2 separate regions of the Rattus norvegicus genome follow, and region 2 is linked to region 1. A link is a contact called in public Hi-C data. All regions are on one chromosome and are shown on one strand. Each heading gives the region's core, a stretch centred on a gene start, on an enhancer-like site or on the middle of the called end of the contact. The rest is flanking DNA. Distances are from core to core; before and after follow the strand shown. Region 1 overlaps Chst1 (carbohydrate sulfotransferase 1). Region 2 overlaps LOC134486407 (a long non-coding RNA gene).

Region 1 (5,976 bases), core at 1,448-3,947:
TCCCAGCCTCTCTGAGCCAAATGTCTTTTGATCAGATGCTTTACTCTTATCTCCTGGATCTCATGAAGCATGTAACTGAGTTACTTCTCGTTTCTCATTGGCTGCCAGGAAGCTCTATCCCATAAGCCCACAAATTACTTGGCTCTTAGAGCTGACTTTCACAATCTTTTCTTCTTGTTGCCTCATTTTCATGATGGAGTTTTCCTTGAGAGGGAAAATAATCTCCTGGCTGTTTTGTTAGTTTAGCCTTTAAACAAACATCGATGGTCAGTCAGGGCTGGCCAGACAGGTTAAAACACGTAGTTTCCCGAGGCTACCTTCCAGCTAACTTTCTCCCTGCCCAAGTCCTTTTTCCCCTGCTCAGATGTCTGCACAGCACGGCATGGCATGCTGGAGCCTTGGAATCCCTGTGTCCTGGCTTGGTTCAGGTAGTGGATATTTGGCTTCACGTTCCCTTGCTCTGTTCCCTGCTCCCCATGCCACTTTAAGAGCATTTTGAAGAAGTCACTTGTGTGAGCTTAGCCTCAGCCACTTCCTGCAGAACTTCCAGGACCTTCTGAGGTCCTACTTGCTGCAGGTTCTGTCCGACCTCAGCAGCCTCCAGCCAACCACAAGTCCTCATGTCCACCAGAGCAGGGCTCATGCTTCGTGTTAGGACAAGGAAGTCTTGACCAGACTCGTTGAACGTTGGGAAGGAGAAAGGCTGATAAGCAGTGTCCCTGGGGCAAAGAAGAAAGCCTCAAGGCTGGACTGAGGTGTCGGACTGTTTTCAGTTGCCAACTCTGTCCTCAGACACCACTCTAGCTCCTCTATGGGAACAAGGTCACCGTTATCTCCACAGATAATAAACTCAAAGCTTGTTGCAAACTGTTCTCACTCCTTTGTAGGCTCTTGGGTCTCCTCCTCCCAGACAGCCATACTTACTGGCACAGTGCACAAGGTTCCAAGGGCCGTTCATGTGTTGTGTGCCCTAACCAATGGCGCAACTGAACACATGTGTTTTGTGGCTTTCTTGACTGTAGTTTTTTGTTTGTCTTTGGCTCATTTCCATGAGCATCCTCTGCCTCAATCAGAAAGGCAGCCTGGTCAGTAACGAGGGAGCCCAGTTTCTGTGAAGTAAAGCAGTAGCCTATACCCTCCCTTCAGGAGCTTCAGAACCATCCAAATTGTGTGTGCAAAACTGGGCACAGGGAGCCTTTTCTGGAGGATGGGCTGTGTTTCCAAGGAGCCTGTGGAACAGGGAAGGTAAGCTGCTCTGCTGTGGTATGCCGAGATCCCAAAGGGTGGCACGAGGGGCTCGGTGAAGGGCAGAGCCCTTGGGTCCTTGGGTCCTTGAGGACAGTGGGGATGAGGGATCAGGCTGGGGCTTGTGGTTGTTGGGGGGTGGCAGAGACATAGAGCATGGACTTTTTCTGGAGAGTGACTTGAGTTTTCCCACAGTCCACAGGGGTTCTCTCTGTCTGGTGTGGACTTAGCCTTAACTGGACCTGAACATGGGGTGGGATCTTCCAAAGGCAGAGAGGTCCTTGTTACTGTTTTAGAGGAATTCCCCAGGGACAGAAGTGTAGGTCTTGACCCAGTGTCACTTGTCTAGGGATAGGCAGAAGCTGCAAGCCACTCCTGTTTGAGGTGTTCTGTTCAACACTCCTTCTCCAGCCTGGGCGGCATGAGGTGTGAGGGCTGTGCAGGGGTAAAGGTCAGGATAAAGCCAGACTGCCTATTGCTGCTTGCCTCTTGGGGTGCAGCTGAGGAAGAGTATCCCCATGTCTCAGAAGCCATCATCACTCTTCACTGCAATCTGCAGCAACGTATTTCTATCACGGTTGTTCCTTTGTTTTCACTGTTAGGCCTGAATTTCTAACACAGCAAAAAGACAAGAGCTAGGAGGCTGTACTACCAGTTTTTCCCACTAGAGGGAAGCAGGACTACCATCGCCACAGCCAGGCACAGAAAATTCTAGCAGGGCAAGTGGTTTGGGAAGGGGTGGTGGGCAAAGCCCTACAGAGGTCTCCCTCTGTCAGAGCAGACTCTAAGAGTATAGGTATCTAGCTCTGAGGTGCTTCCCCAAGATAAAAAGCAAAATTCAGAGATCTAGGCAAGGTTCTCAGCAGATAAACAGTTGAGCTGGGTTCCATGGGGCTGGTGTCAGAGGTCACTTGACAAACACAAAGCAGAATCTTGTCCTAATGTTGGGCATGAAAAATGGTTCAGGTCAGTTACAAACATTACTTTGTTCAGGCCACCTTTATAGATGGGGACAGGGACGTTTGGGCCCAACTGGCAGTGTGTGCTTAGCCACTGACATGCAGGCAGGTTTGAGCCCTTAGCTGCAAATTACAGCTTCCCTGTACAGCATTCTCCACTCCCAACCTGACCGTAGAGCTGCAGTCTGAGCCATCCAGACTGGTCATCAGGTCCTCTGTCTTCCAACAAAAAGGTGGATTCTGGGCTTCTGTGCCCAAGGCTTGATCCGCCAATGAGGGAGGTCATAACAGAAGCTTCTAGAAACCCAGAAAGGGTAGTGGGCCCTCAAGTCTGGCTTGGAGGACCAGGCCATTGAGAAATCTCTTGCAGAGGCCAAGGTTTGCCTGGGAACAACAGGACCTGGCCCCAGGGCCTTTGGTTTCCAGGGCAGATGCCTCCAGCATACCAAGGACCCTTGGCTAGCTCTGGGCTGGGCTGTGCCAGGCTGGCCGGGGAACAGAGCATTTCAGCTCTGGCTGTGCCCTCCTGGAAGGCGGGCATATGGCCCTCAGCCGGGCATCAAGCTTATGCTGAACTTTGAAAAGTCTCCTCACCTTAGACCTGGCCTTGAGTTTCTCCAAGTGGGGTGGGAAGGGAAATTGGGAGAAAGAGCTCGAACAGTCTGTCCCCTTCTGGGCAAGACAGAGGGTTCCCCTCTGAAGAAAAACTCAGTGTGTGTTCTATCTTTAGAGTTGGAATTGCAGGCTGAAGGCCCAAGGAAACCTATCTTGTACAAATCAAAGGGAATGAAATAAGGGATGGGCCAGGAGCAGACCCAACCACTGGCTTTGAACATGATTTTGAGAGCACCTAGCCTTGGCTGGGATCTTGGTTCACCCTGCTTCTTCGGGCATGAACTTGGAAAAGCTGTTGTAACCCAAGGAGCCTCAACTTTTTTTCCTGCCAAATGGGTTGTGAAGTGCTGACCTCCAAGCCTTGAGGTTGGGGTTGGGGACCATACCCCTGAGCCTGAGGGTGTGGCACTGACACAGGAGCCCCTGGGGAGTGCTGACTTCCCTTGGTATCAATTCATCAGTGGTGCCTGTTGGTCTGGATCGCCTGTAGATGCCTATGAAGAAACACAGCTGAGTTTAGTGTTGTCACAACTGAAGAAAGAGGGCTGGTATTCCCTGAAGCACTTGTCAGGGACCTGGGATTAAAAAGTAGAGAGGGCTCTCCACGACCCTCAGCCTTCCCTTCATGGGGCAGAGACATCTGCCACAGGGGCTAGGATGGGTATGGTCCAGATTGGGTGACTTTTTTTTTTTTTTTTGGTTCTTTTTTTTTTTTTTTTTTTCGGAGCTGGGGACCGAACCCAGGGCCTTGCGCTTCCTAGGCAAGCGCTCTACCACTGAACTAAATTCCCAACCCCAGATTGGGTGACTTTGATCACACCGAGAGCTTCCTAAGAATCTGGGCTGTACTGCTTCCTCTAATAACTATCTCTTGGTGGTGACTTGGTGCTGATTTCTGCACATAGTATGGTGTTTCACACTTTAAATAGGACCCTCAGAGTCCAAGGCATGGCCATTTTGGCTGAGGCCTTGTGCTTTTCCCCAGGCAAGCGGAGCCTGCAGCCCCACTTTCTTCCTTGGGACAAGGAAGGGATTAGATGTACTGGTCTGACCCTGAGGCAGAAGGACTTGGGTCCCTGATATTTCCCACATAAGTCATAGAGTGGTCTTTAAATTCTCCATCTGAGCAATGGGAGGGGGCCCCTGCCCTACCAGAGCAGTTTGTAAGGGATGACAGGGTACCCAAAATGACAACGCTTGTTTGCTTGGGACTTGGGGGTCTACTTGTCTCCTAGAGTAGCCAGGACAACAGCAGATTGTTGTGGGAAGGTTGTCCACAAAGGATTCAAGTTTACACGCCAGCCATGAGACAACCAATAAATGGACCTCATGGCAAGAAGGATACCTACCATGCATTCTGCGTCTCAGAACTCACAAACTTACATGCTTCCATTCTGGTCCCTCCGGTGCTGATTTGTGGATGGGCTGGGACATAATCTGGTACTTGTTTGAAGGCCAAGTGTGCTTAAGCATGAGGAACAGAGTTGTTTTCTTAGAGGGGAGGTATGCAGGTTCCGGGGCAGGGGGGTTGTACAGGTTCCAGATGGGGATTGGTTGAAGCAGGTGGTAGGCCCCAGTAGCCACTGCTGCCTGTGCTGTGGGTTATACCTACTTTCAGAGTGAATGTTTGTTTACCTAAAGGCCTTAGCCCTGTGTGAGCATTTAGTAGGTGTTAACTAGAGTTGTGCTGGCTCTGGTGTCTTACTTGGTTGGGCTTGGTAAAATTAGCCTTTGGTTTCAGGTAACTGCTGTGTGTGCTGCATGTGGTTGGAAGAAGACCCCTGTCCCCAGCTGTTCCTTTGGAGCGACCTTCTCTACCTGAAGGCCTGGGGTGAGCCACCTCCATCCCAGGACCAGCTGAGTTCCAGAAGGTGAGAATTGTTTCCATCCATTTCTAATTCAGAACCCACCTAGGCTGGTGGCCTGAGACACTTGGGCACACAGGCTAGCCAGCTCCTGCCCACAGGAGCCCTAGTGTGGGGAGAGGGATCATGGCTTGTTAGGGGTGGGACATAGAGGTTGCAGTTTGACAGTTGGGGCTGCACGGCTTAGGGGTGATGTTAGATCGGCTGGAGCCCTGAGATAGCAGTCAGTGTGAGGAGCAGGAAAAGTCATGTTTTGTGGCCTGAGGCAGAGCGCAAATCACTGGTCCCCTTTACAGCAGTCCTTTGGTAAGTGTTGAGCTCCTTGGCACTGAGTCTGGAAGCATCCCTGGCATCTCTGGTGGCTGAGGCAGCATGCCTTGGGGTATATTGTGAGCCCGTGGCATAGGCTTCCCTTTCCCATTTTCCCATACCCTTCCTCCCCCTCCCCCACTTTTATGGACCAGAAACAAGCTGAGTCCTGTGCAGAGAGACTTAGCCTCTGGAACCTGCCCTTGCTCCAGGCCAGTTGACTCACAACACTGCAGGTGCCTGGAAGTCCACATCTGGAGGTAGCTGGGCTTCCTCATTTGCAAGGTAGAAAGGCCATGGCCCAGGGTGGGCAGTTCCTGGTCCAGCTGGGTTCTGTTGTCAACTCAGAATTCATGGGGCACAGGGCTCCCTGCTCTCCTGGATTTGTTTGTGGAGGGGAATTTGGTGTGTATCCTTCCTCTAGGGGTAAAAAGAGGACATAGAAAAAGACCATGGTCTGGGAGGGTGAGTATCAGCCTGTGTGATTAGAAGATGCTTAAAATCCAGGAAATGCAGGCAGGGATCAAAGGAGTGTTGGGGTGTGGCATGAGTCATTCCCTGAGCCCCCTCCCCTAAGTGTGGAAGTTGGGGGAGTTGGGCTTTGACATAGTAAGTAGACTGGGCTAGGAAAACCAGAGCTCAACATAGGAGGCCTCTGCAACCACAATTCATTTAGCTCTTGGGGTTCATGGAGTCTGTCTAGCTCTTTGAAGCTCCCAGGAGACACCAAGAAGATGACAGTTGAGTGTGTGCTCTGTAGGTCCTACAGGATGTGTGATGGGTAGGGGCTGTGTGAGCACCGGGTTGGGGCTGGGTATTTTCCTGGATCCCATGGTGGCTCTTGGCTGTGGGAAGCACTTAACCCCTGGCTGTCTTCTGCCCACAGACCCCGTGCCTTGGAGCAGCAGCCCCATGACGGTGCCCAGCCATGCAATGTTCCTGGAAGGCTGTCCTCCTCCTCGCCCTGGCCTCCATTGCCATCC
Region 2 (6,208 bases), core at 3,444-5,943, 140 kb after region 1:
TCTCTTACACAGGTGGGCAAGCAGAAGCAGCCAGAGGCAAAGCTGGCCCAGGTCTCTCTACAGAAATCCCTCCAATGCCAGGCTCAGCATCCTCCGTGTTAGCAGACTGGCAGCCCTGGTACTCTTGTCAAATGAGTGCAATCCTAGTTTTCTGTTTCTTTGTTTGTTTTTGTTTCATTTATTTTGGGTCTTTGAAGTGGTTTGGACCATTGACCATCATGGTGGGATGAGCCCACTGAGGTCAACCAAAGGGAGAGCTGGAGGGCTGGTGGCTTCAGGGGGGTGGGTAGCTTGCCTGTTATCACGGTGTGTAAAGGGGGAACATGGCCATTCTGTGCCCAATGCTTGGGGTGAGCTGACAGATCCACAAAGGGGTAAAGATGCTAGAGACACCTAGAGCAAGCAGGTGCTTTGGACCCATATAGTGGGGCACTGCCTACTCAGAGGTGTGCCTGAGGAGGGGGAACAGGACCTGGGGTCCAATGAGCTTCAGATGGCTTGTGAAGAGAAAGGAAGAAAGGGTGGAGGAGAAGAGGTGGGGAGGGAGAAGGAGGGGAGGGGAGTAAAAGGGAAGGTAGGAGAGGGGGAAAGAGAGGAGAAGGGGGATGAGGGAAAGGGGAGGGAGAGGGAAGGGGAGGGGAAGAGAGAGAGAGAGAGAGAGAGAGAGAGAGAGAGAGAGAGAGAGAGAACATGTGTCTAGGGACTTAGAAGTTTGGGGCTGGCCCAGTTCCCTCATGCAGATCAGCAGACTCTGCTCTCACCCAGCAGACGTATGTGTGAAGACAGACATGGTTCACAATCCCCCTCCCAAGGGACACACTTGTTGGGGTGCGTCTTGGGGACTTTCTGCTCTCCTCCTCCTCTGTAGCTTTTTGTGTGTCTGATTCCAAGCTCCCTCCTTCTGTCCCCTCCCCGTATCAGGTGGCTCTCTGACCTCCTCTCTCTGGGCACCACCTTGCTTATTATCCTTTCTCTCAGACCATCTTTGTCCCTTGTCATCTCTGTCACTCTGTCCTATCTCCTTTCCATCCTGTCAGGACCCATATCCCTGTGTCCCCTGTCCCCAGCTCCTACTCTGAAAAAGAGCTCCCGGAGGCCAGCCAGCAGGTTGTGAAAACACCCAGGGCCTCATAACCTGAAGGGCAGGATTGATGAGAAAATAAACTCCTGATTAGTGTTTTAATTTTGAGGCTCTTTGGAGGGGACCGAACAGCAAGGGAGGCTGTGGAGAAAACCTGCATTATTAAAGCTACAAATCCTCCCTTGCCAAGAGGCTGGAGGGGAGCAAACAGGGCTTCCTTAGGGATGTTGAGGCACAGGAGGGGCAGGCAGGAAAACAGATGGTTCCCATGCCCTCCCCAATGGAGGCTTCTGGGAGGGGCAGGTCCTGCTTTCTTGTCTTCTGGCTTTGAGAGCATTGGCTTCTGGGATGGAGAGATAGAAGAAGCCAGGTTAGCCCCACTCTCCCCACACTGGCAGATGCCCAGGGGAGTATGAGAGTTTATCAGCCGTGGGCAATGAGTGCAAAGGAAGAGCCCAGGTTCAGACTCCCAGGACTGGGTCCAGTCTTGTTTCTGCTCTGTGCCCCAACCCATGGGCTGGGCGCTGAGGAGTGTCTTCTGCTCCGGGGATATTCGGGAATGACATGAGCTAGAACGTGTGTTAAATACAGCTGTATGCTTGCTCAGCTCACACATAACTCCCTCCTCCATTCCCCCAGGGCTGGCAGGGACAAGTGCATTTGGCTACGCCTAGGTTTTCACACCGGTCTTTTGTGCAGCATCTGAGATCCTCAAACATGCACAGCAAGTGTTTATAGCCGCTGACCATCTCCCAGCCTCTGATTCAAACATTTTGAGGAGCCTCCACATTGGCACCACCACCGTAATAGCTTTGTCCTTCTTTATAGATGGCCTGAGACCTAGCCCCTGCCCAGCGATCACAGTGCCCCAAAGGAGTGAAAGGAGACTGAGTCTAGGTCTGGCCTGGGTCCTCAGCGGGCTCCCTGCAGGGAGTGCACAGGCTACTCCTCTGTTGGGAGGCCTTTCTGGAAAAGGCAGCCAGGTGCTGGGCTGGGAAACACGGATCCAACTCAGAAACAGGTATGGAAATTCCTTGGGGTGAAGGCTAACACTAGTCACCAGGCAGAGACTGGGCAATGGGGCTCCCTTACTTAGTTCCTACGTAAACCCTGAGAAGCCGTCCTGAGATCTATTTTTAGAAAGAGAGCTAGAATCAGCCTCAACTCTGCAAGTTCAAGGGCTCTTGGCCCTCTCCTGCCCTCATGGAGTGCTTTCCTCTTAGTTAATCTTAATTGTTAAAAAATGTGTTTAAGCGGGGCTGGGAATTTAGCTCAGTGGTAGAGCGCTTGCCTAGCAAGCGCAAGGCCCTGGGTTCAGTCCCCAGCTCCGGAAAAAAAAAAAACAAGATTTAAAAAAAATGTGTTTAAGCCTGGCCCTTTCTGCAGTAGCTCCAGGGCAGGGGCCCAGGGAAGGGAGCATATGTCCTGGGATGGGCTAAGGGGTCTGGTTGATTCAGTCTGTCTTTCCTGCTTCCCTTAGGAACTTGTCTGTAGCCTGGTTCCATCCTGGCTGTAGTAGTCTCTCAGCTGCTTTTGCTAGTGTAGAGAGCTGGGTGGGCAGGGTGGGTAGGAAACCCATTGTTGGTGTTCTAAGGTGTGCATGGCTGCTTTGGGCCACCTGACCTTGGGCAATGACTTTCCCTTTCTGTGCCTCTATTTCCTGCTCTGCAAAGTAGAGACACACACACACACACACACACACACACACACACACACACACACACAGTCCCCAACCACTCTAAGTTCAAGGTCAACCTGGACTGCATAATAAGATCCTGGCTCAAATAACCAACACACAGTAAAACATTTCCCTTGGGGAACCATCCAGTCTGGCCTCCACACCCAGAGGGTACCTTGTCATACATGCTGCAACGGCTATCTGTCTGTCCTGCTGTTCAGGGTCTTTAAGACATGATTGTGGCCACCACTTGGTGCCTCTTCAGCCTCAGCCTGGCCATCAGTAACCCTTGCCTCAGTCCCTCACACCACCAAAGCCATCAGTCACTCAACAGTCCCCACACCCTGAGTGAACTATGTTCAGGAGCTCCGTGGTCCTCTACCTTCCCACCCAAGTCAGTCAGCGCCATCACCCAACTTGTAGAAGAGGAGACTGAGTCTCTGTTCTGTTGTGAGGATCCCGTCCCTGAGAAGATGTAAACACTGTCCATCCCTCCTCCTAAGGTCCAAATGACAAATCAGCTCACCACAGGCAGCTAGTAAGTTTATTGGGCTTAGAGAGTATGGATGAAGGGCTTCCTACGAGAGCAGGGGGACCCCAAATCAGCCAAATGGGAAAGTCTTTGCCCTGTATGGATGATGGCATCCTCCAGTCACATACATAATGGAATCTTCTTCCCTTATTCTTTCCCAGTCATATCTTTTAGTTCATTCTGAAGTTCCCCGCTGGGATGGTTTGTATATGCTCAGCCCAGGGAGTGGCACTATTAGAAGGTGTGGCCCTGTTGGAATGGGCACGTCACTGTGGGTGTGGACTTAAGACCCTCACCCTAGCTGCCTGGAAGTCAGGTTTCTCCTAGCAGCCTCCAGATGAGGATGTAGATTTTTCAGCTCTTCCTGTTCTGGATGCTGCCATGCTCCTGCCTTGATGGTAATGGACTGAACCTCTGAACCTGTGAGCCAGCCCCAATTAAATGTTGTCCTTACAAGAGTTGCCTTGGTCATGGTGTCTGCTCACAGCAGTAAAACCCTGACTAAGACACCTGCCATGAGTAGGTAAGAGAAAACCACACCTTAATGGCTGGATACTCAGATGAGGGTCCAGTGACCTTCCCTGCCCCTCATTCTGGGAAGAAATACCAAGTTCACAGCTCCATCGGGCTCAGGAGTGGGCACACCTGAGTTCATTAAGATGGCCACAGTCTGGCTGTGAGGAGAGCCCCTTACAGCAGTCTGAGATCATTCACTGCATGGAAAATGTGCAGGGATTTAAACCTATGTGCACCTGCGAAGGGGTGTCATTCACCCAGATAGAGCAGCTGAGAGGGAGGTGACAAGTAAGGACTCTGGAAGCAAAGCAGGAAGGAGACAGAAGACGTGGTAGGGGGAAGCCCAGGTGCCATAAATCCAACCCGCCATTCTGTTGATGTCTGTGGCAAGAAGATTCTAGACATTTTGGTAAGAGGAAAACTGGCGTAGCAGTCTCTGCACTGTAGCTCTCTGTGTGTCCTCCGGGAGGTAGCTTAACCTCTCTGTGCCTTAGTCTCCTCACCTATAACGTGGAAGAACCTTGCAGGGTCAGACTGAGCATCAAATGGAGGTCTCTGCATGCAGCTGGCATCACCTGACTTGAGGTCCTGTGTCCTGTCCAGAGTCCAGCTCCCATCCATCCACGCAGTCATTTCCTGGACTGGAGAAAGGGGGTGAGACAGACAGATCTCAGCAGAACTTCCTGCTCCAGTGGGTGACCTCAGGCAGAACCAGCCCTTCTGGAAAAGAGCCACAGGAATGTGGTCAGGGAATCATCAGGGGTTTCAGAGTGTTACTGCGGGGGTGTGGTCTTCCTGCAAATGGAGGAAAACAACTGGGGAGCTGTTCCAGGGAGGACTGAGTCTCAGGGAAGAGCCCTCACCTCTGAGCTAGAAAGGAAGCTGAGGCAGGAAGCAGGAAGGCCTGGCTGTGGCCGTGCCTGCCATTGCTGCAGCCAGTGTCCTGGGATGACCGTGGCTGAGGACAGGCTGCAGCCTCTCAGACTCTCTCTGACCTCTTTCATAGAATCAATTCTGAGCATGTGCTTGCACACAACCAGATTTTCCTGTGTTTGCAACTCCAGAGGTAATTTCCCAATGCCAAAGGTGTGATCTCTGAAGCCCACTTCAACTGACATTGCACCTCTACCCTCGGAGGCTGGTGACCTCCCATATCTTCTTTGATGTAGTTGAGCCTCAGTTTCTGCTTCTTTAAAATGGGTCCATGCAGCATCTACTCCCCAGGATGATGAGATGGGTAGAGGGCTCAAAGTGGCCAGGGCTTGAGGAAGGTGAGCCTCACTGCCTCCTCTCACACCTTCCGAATCAAAAGGAAATCAGGTGAGAGAGGAAGGGCAGCTGGGAGGAAGGGAAGGAATCAGGGAAGGAGGGGAGACACGGAGGAAGAAGAGACAGAGTGAGGGGGGGGCTCCTCAGCCCTCCCCATCTGTGCTTGATCCTGTGTGGATCTTGTGCCAATCACCACAGCTAATGTGAGTTCACGAATCCAGCAGCTCTGTCATGTTTGGAAGGTACTCCTCCACAGCCCTCTGGTTCTTACAATCTTTCTGTCCTTGAGCCTTGGAGAATGGTAGGAAGGGGGTCCCTTTTCTACTTTTAAAGTTTGTTGCTTTTCCCTCTGAGGTCCATCCTCCCTCTCCCTCTCCCTCCCCCCTTTCTTCCCTTCCCCCTTCTCCCTCCCTCTAGTACACACTCACATATACCTGCCCACACAATTACATATGCCTCTGAATGGTGTCTGACTTAGAGTGAATCCCCAAGTACCAATGAACGAATTTCAGCCCTCCTGATGGTGCTAGGGACCCTTCATCTTTCGCTAGAACTCCTCAGATTGACCCAGGCCTTCAGAGATAGTAGTAGCTCATTGGAGAGACTCGGGAAAAGCAGAGAGACTAGACTAATCACTCTCTATTCACAGTAACCAAATACAGGAGGGGGAATGCACAGAGAGGTTAGGAAATCTTTGTGAGCTCACACAGGATTACAGCATAGGCTGCCTGGCTTCCCAGGGTGTGCTCTTAACCCCATTCTTGACACACCTGTGAAAACAGAGAAAGAAAGGCTGAGGCTGGCTTCCTCGAGGCTCTAAACTGACAATAAGTCCCAAATATTCCCCATAGGGTTAGCAATTATTATCTAACCTCTAGGGAGCCAACTCAACACAAGGAAATGAAAACAGCCCCGTGAGAACTTCCTGGCTGCTGCTGGGAGTTGGGTGCTTAGCAGTGAACCCCAGGTGCGCTCAACTAACAGGGAAGGATCATGGGACCAGGGAGACGTTTACTGGTGTCTCCAGCTACTTTCCCCATTTATTTTAATTAATAAGTTAGCTGTGTGTGTGGTATATGTGTGTTCACATGCATGTGTAGGTGCACACGGCTATGTGCTTACACTCGAAGGC

Evidence for each region. Hi-C and Micro-C count contacts between places; a contact is called where the count stands out from the background.
Region 2: a contact with region 1 is called in a Hi-C map of mammary epithelial cells, with 2.5 times the contacts expected there. The contact joins two enhancer-like sites. A contact is called at or near these places in 2 of 12 Hi-C or Micro-C datasets (mammary epithelial cells and psoas muscle).

The regions. Positions count from the first base shown.
Region 1 is chr3:99,022,209-99,028,184 of GRCr8, forward strand. Chst1 (carbohydrate sulfotransferase 1) reads left to right here. Exons shown (of 3, transcript NM_001011955.2): 2 at 4,561-4,690; 3 at 5,880-5,976. The coding sequence starts at 5,922. Among named protein-coding and RNA genes, the nearest start is that of Chst1, 9.8 kb to the left of the region's middle. Within about 2 kb of position 2,698, at least 40 of the 93 cell types and tissues checked have an H3K27ac peak or open chromatin away from gene starts, as enhancers often do.
Region 2 is chr3:99,159,243-99,165,450 of GRCr8, forward strand. It overlaps LOC134486407 (a long non-coding RNA gene), which reads right to left. Exons shown (of 3, transcript XR_010065267.1): 3 at 3,290-4,448. Among named protein-coding and RNA genes, the nearest start is that of Chst1, 150 kb to the left of the region's middle. Within about 2 kb of position 4,694, at least 6 of the 93 cell types and tissues checked have an H3K27ac peak or open chromatin away from gene starts, as enhancers often do.